Regions from separate parts of the Anas platyrhynchos genome. Here region 1 is linked to region 2. The links are chromatin contacts, called in public Hi-C maps. All regions are on one chromosome and are shown on one strand. Each heading gives the region's core, a stretch centred on a gene start, on an enhancer-like site or on the middle of the called end of the contact. The rest is flanking DNA. Distances are from core to core; before and after follow the strand shown.

Region 1 (2,900 bases), core at 143-2,642, 200 kb before region 2:
TCATGCTCACAAGGCAGACTCCAATGCTGTCTAGAAAATTCCATGGACTAAAGTGCATAGAAGTCTGTTGAAAGGAGAGGTGGTGTCAGCACAGTGAATTCATCATAATGCGTCACCAATAACTAGTGGTGTACAACAGGGGACCTTGCTAGGTCCAGTCTGTTCAACATCTTTGTTAATGGGGCAGAGTGCATCCTCAACGTGTTTGCAGGTGACAGAAAAGTGAGAAGAGTGGCTGATCCACCAGGGGGTCAAGCTGCCTTCCAGAGGGTTCTCCACTTGCTGGGGAAATGGGCTAGCAGTAACCTCATGCAGTTCAACAAGGAGAAGTGCAAAGTCCTGCACCTGGGGACAAACAACCCCCGGCACCAGTACATGCTGGGGGCCACCCAGATGGAAATTAGGTTGGTAGAAAAGGACCTGACAATACTGGTGCACACCAAGGTGATCATGAACCAGCATGTGCACTTGCCATAAAAAGGCTGGTGCTATCATGGGCTATATTAGTAGGAATGTTGCCAGCAAGTTGAGGGAGGTGATCCTTCCCCTCTACCCAGCACTTGTGAGGCCACATCTGAAGCACTGTGTCCAGTTCAGGGCTCCCCAGTACAAGAGAGACATGAACTTACTGGAAAGAGTGGGATCAGGGCCACAAATGAAGGGCCACAAATTTAATGAAGGGGCTGGAGCATCTCTCATATGAGGATAGGCTGAGAGAGCTGGGACTGTTCAGCCTGAAGAACAGGAGGCTTGGGGGGATCTCATCAATGTGTGAAGGGATACCTTCACACATCAATATCTGAAGGGAAGGTACAAAGAAGACAGAGCCAGGCTCTTCTCAGTGGTGCCCAGTGCCAGGACAAGAGGCTATGGGCACAAACAAACACTAGAGGTTCTGTCTTCTGAACATCAGGAAGCACTGCAGGTGACTGAGCACTGGCACAGTTTGATGCAACAAAACCTGCCTGGTGCTCCGTGTTGCTCCAGGTCTCTCTCCCTAAATCTCTGCCTGCAATGTTGAGGAGGGTGAATTTGCTTGAGTGATGAAACCAGCTGAGAGCACATTGTTGTGCAGGCTCACATTGTTGTGTTGTATATGTCTCTAGGAGGATTCATGGCAAAAACCATCTGTGTATCTGCATATGTAAAAGTTCAGTCAAAACATAGGCTGTGGTGACTGATTTGTTTGTTTGTTTGTTTGTTTGTTTCCCAATACCTTTATTCTTTATTGTGTTTAGAACTTGTTAACCTGGGGTAAGGATTCAAAGTGAAGGTTGGGTGTGGTAGCCCTTGGTACATTTACAAGATAAAAGGTTTTTACTATGACCTACTGCTGAAGCAGTGTTATGATTTCTGTTGCCCCAAACCAGTTGATAGTAAAAGGTTTTATCAAAGAAAGCTTAGACTGTGAGCAATATTTTTTTAAACCATAGCTACAGAGTCTGTTTCTGATATACTTACTTGTAAACAAAAACACATTCTCTGCCAGTGTGCTTTCTGGTGTTTCTCATGCCCTCCCCCTTCTCTTATTATTTTTTATGCCCTTTTATTATGCCCTTATTATTTTTTTTATTATTATTTTTTATGATTTTTATTATGCCCTTATTATTTTTTTTTTTTACTGTGCTAATTAATAACAACTGAGATTGACATTCTAAAGCAATTTTGATTTCTACCAGCCTTTTAATTTATGATCTTAAGCACTGGTTTAGTTAATGTTCATTAGGTAAATGTTCACAAAATATATGTAATCTTTTTCACAGCTGCAAAAGTTTTTTGAGATGTTCTTCAAAAGCAGTTCTCCCCAGCAAGCCTTTAACAACATGAAAGAAGCTATAAGCAAACTTCTACTTGTAACTGAGGTCTTCAGTGAATTATCTGCCTCAGGACCAAGCTCTTTCAATCAGTAAGTAACTTGCAGAATTCTTTGCTATTCTATTATTAAGATAACTCCTTAGATAGTAAAAACTGTAGAAGATGCATGACTCCTAAAATAACAAAATCCCCTCTATTTCATTAATCCTAATAGAATGAAGCATGGACATACTGTATCTAGGGAGTAAAACTCTTCAATATCTACAGGGTTTCTAGTTTGTGAAGAGGTTGTGATAAATACCGAGGACCTGATACTGTGTCCTCATGAAGTGTTTCAGGCAGCACAAATGAACAGAAATCACTCAAAATTGGGCCAGTTATCATAAAGCTGTATTTCCCGTTAGTGAGCACTCTGTCTTGTGTCAAATATTTAAAATTAGAGTAACCCAGACTGTTCTGAACTGGCTGGGGCAGGGAATACAAACAACACTGCAAATACTTTATGAAATGTACGTTATGAAGTGTACTCAGGTAGCAACATTTTTATGTGAATATTGCATCACTGTAATCACTTCTATTAGAGTCTTACAGTTCTTACACATAAATCAACATTATTTAATGATAAATACTAAGTAAGTTACTATTTATAATGCTTGTATGTTTTATAAATATATTTGAGAACATGGGTGTTTTAGTAGTAATAATATAATTCTCATTATTTGTCAGGAATAAAGTTTACATTCTGAATGAAGACAGTTGAAAGGAGGTGAGGAATATAACAGGGATAGGACTATTTTTGAAGTGGTCTAAACTCTTTAACATTTGTTTACCAATAGGATAGGTATCCCTTATGTATATAGCACAAGATTTGCTTAGGGTTCCTGGCCCATCTCTTCAAACATCCCCCCCCGGTGCATCTGGGTTCAGTAAGCCCAGTAAGTCTCACCTGATGGACATCTATTGTCCTCAGAATGTCTCCAAAGCTTTTGTGGGACTTCATTCTCATCAAAAAGCATTTCCTCCTCTGGTCCAGTTCACTTCCCTCACTGGTTTAAAAGTGAGCTGTACAGGTACTCTTGAATATA
Region 2 (3,093 bases), core at 167-2,666:
GTTTCCAAGAGCCCCTTCATTAATATTACTTCTTCGTCTGCAAAGTGAACTCATGACTCCGCATAATCACTCTCCTTTCTGCAGGAAGCAGAACGGAGCCAACACTGCACATGCCATTACTCCTGAAGGGCAGCCTCCAGAGCTGCATTTTAATGAGAATGAGATGCTGTTTTGTCTCTAATGGCTCTGGCACTCTAGTGGGTTTCTGAACATTAATAAGTGAACGTTCTGAACATTAATAAGCATGTCAGAGGAGGCAGGTGACTGCCTAGGTGCTTGCTCCTTTCCTGGCAAATGCCAGAGAAAACATTTTTTTTTTCTTTTATTAACCTAGACTGAAGTCTGAGCTGACACATTTTACATCACATTTGCAGTGAGAGTCTCCAATCAGTTACCAACAACTTGTTAAAGTGCAAGTGAAATAATCTTGTATCTTAGTGAGGAGTGCTTAGGCACAGCTGCGACACCATCCTTTGTATCTTCCCTAGGACAGCTTGGTTAATGTGAAAGAGGAAAGCTCATCTTCTCTGCCTTCTGTTTCTTAAAAATGTATGATAAATGAACTCCAGGTTAATTATACAGGTGCGCTGTCTATAGGAGGCAACATTGCTCTGTATGTTAATGATGAAACCACAGACAGGTCAGTTCATATGTTTTGACTTTAATAAAGCATTCGGATTTTCTGACGTGAGCCCTTTCTTCCAGTGGTGCAGCTACTGCAGTAATTTAGAGCTGAAGCTTTCCCATGTTACTGGGTGTCATTTAACCTTGCTTGAGCTTGTTTATTTATACAGAAAGTGGGGAAAGTAGTGTTTGTTTCTCTCACAAGGCTGTGAGAAAGCTTATCAATAATATCTGCAAAGAGCACTGGGAACCTTGGCTAGAAGAAATAATATAATTTGTTACTGTGATCACATCAGTGCAAGATTTTTTTAGTGTCAATCTGTTGGAGTAGAATTTCTGGGATCATTTAGTCTTTCCAAAAAGACACCAAGATACTTTTCTTTTGGTGACAGAAATACTGATTTGCTATCCAAAATAAAGCCTTTTTTATTAATATATTTTTATATGCTCCTTTATAACCACACAGCCAAACAATTCCACATCTGTAAAGTAAACAAGTAAGAAAAGACTATACTTATACATACATACATATGTATACATATATACGTGTATTGTTTTTTTCCCTAAGGAATAAATATGATTTAGAAAGGGCCATTGGGTTGGATTGCAGAGCTTGAGAAGAAAAGGTGGGAGTGTTTTAGTTGGAAATGTTGCATATATTTTTCTTGTAGTAAAGTAAAACAAAAATATTTTACATTTCTTATGGTGAAGTTCTAGAAACAGAGGTGATAGCCCTGTTCAGATGATGATTCAGTGCGTGACTCACCGTCTGAAGCTGTGTTTGTCTTATGGAAAGGATGCCAGATGCATGTGCTGTTATCTGCTCTCTTTGGAGATGTGTCTGCACATGTGCTGGACGGGGGTGTGAAAGCTCACAGCTCTGATGAGAGCATTTCTGCATCTGCTTGGGAGCCTATATTTAGTCTGCAAGGATAAGGTTCGGAGAACCATCAGGATTACAACGTAGACACTCAATAAATGTAAATGCCACATAGACTTTACAGATACAGAAGGCAGGCTGTCTTAGTCACTTCGTTCCAAACCACCTTCATAGTTAGACATCCAAAAGCCAGCTCTTAAAAAAATTGCCATCTAATCTTCAAGACTCTTTAAGTCCACACAAAGTTTTTCCCCTCTATGTTTTGACACTTAGAAAACCTCATAAACTATTGAAGCTTAAACCAGATAATGATTTGTAAAGTGGTGTTTCTGAGCCTGGGACTCAAACCAGTAAGTACTTATAATAACGAGATAGATTTCTCCCAAATGCATGACGAGATAGTGTGCTGGCAAGTACTACTTTTCTTCCTTTTGTGTAGCTGTTCAAGGGTTAGCATTCAAGATGAAAGAATTTAAGTTTCACCTTTTCTTCTGCTGAAGGGGGTTGGAAGCTGCAAGACTAAACTCTCAGAAGAGCATCCAGACTTGCAGTGAGTACAGCTGTGCGTGTTGTGCTGGAGAATGTGGGCTCATCAAAGCAGTAGCACAATAGGTAGAGGTTACAAACTTGGGAAAGTGATCTTATGATTTGTGCACCTGGAAGGAGACCTGGCTTCTGATTAGGGCTCAAAGTATTGATGAGATCCAGGACTGTCCTGCTTTTCTAAAGGTCTGATGGCACCAGGTGTTAAACTCAGCATAGCCATGGTGCCAAGAGACACAGGTTTCCCCTGCGCAACAGTAAGACCATTGACTGATACTCACCTCAGACAAGTGCACAAGTGATTTCTGTGCAAAGCAGGAATTTTAGGTTATGTGATTTGAGGATTACCTCCATAAATGTGATGGAGCAGTCCAGAGAAGGGCGACAAAGCTGGTGAGGGGTCTGGAGAACAAGTCCTACGAGGAGCGGCTGAGGGAGCTGGGCTTGTTCAGCCTGAAGAAAAGGAGGCTCAGGGGCCACCTTATTGCTCTCTACAGATACCTTAAAGGAGGCTGTAGCGAGGTGGGGGTTGGCCTGTTCTCCCACGTGCCTGGTGACAGGACGAGGGGGAATGTGCTAAAGTTGCACCAGGGGAGTTTTAGGTTGGATGTTATGAAGAACTTCTTTACCGAAAGGGTTGTTAGACATTGGAACGGGCTGCCCAGGGAAGTGGTGGAGTCACCATCTCTGGAGGTCTTTAAAAGACATTTAGATGTAGAGCTTAGGGATATGGTTTAGTGGAGGACTGTTAGTGTTAGGTCATAGGTTGGACTCGATGATTTTGAGGTCTCTTCCAACCTAGAAATTCTGTGATTCTGTGATTCTGTAATACAGCAACCTAATCAGTGCCAGCTGAGGACCCCAACTCCCTGGCCTACCACAGGAAGGCCATCAGCTCCACTGCCCAGGCTCAAGGAGAGACTCTCACAAGATCACTTTAAGACTGGGCAGAGGGATTCCAGCCAACAAGGATATGGGAACTATTACAGTAGGTTGGAAAGAGTATTTGGGGTATGTGAAAGAGTTATGGGATATTTAGAGGAGGA

Evidence for each region. A called contact is a pair of places that touch in the nucleus more often than the background predicts.
Region 1: a contact with region 2 is called in a Hi-C map of liver, with 4 times the contacts expected there. The contact joins two enhancer-like sites. A contact is called at or near these places in 4 of 8 Hi-C or Micro-C datasets (F1 follicle, liver, skeletal muscle and 1 more).

The regions. Positions count from the first base shown.
Region 1 is chr1:24,558,788-24,561,687 of IASCAAS_PekinDuck_T2T, reverse strand. It overlaps CPED1 (cadherin like and PC-esterase domain containing 1), which reads left to right. Exons shown (of 24, transcript XM_005013138.6): 8 at 1,764-1,906. Among named protein-coding and RNA genes, the nearest start is that of CPED1, 64 kb to the left of the region's middle. Within about 2 kb of position 1,392, at least 3 of the 8 cell types and tissues checked have an H3K27ac peak or open chromatin away from gene starts, as enhancers often do.
Region 2 is chr1:24,358,929-24,362,021 of IASCAAS_PekinDuck_T2T, reverse strand. No RefSeq gene overlaps it. Among named protein-coding and RNA genes, the nearest start is that of FAM3C, 44 kb to the left of the region's middle. Within about 2 kb of position 1,416, at least 2 of the 8 cell types and tissues checked have an H3K27ac peak or open chromatin away from gene starts, as enhancers often do.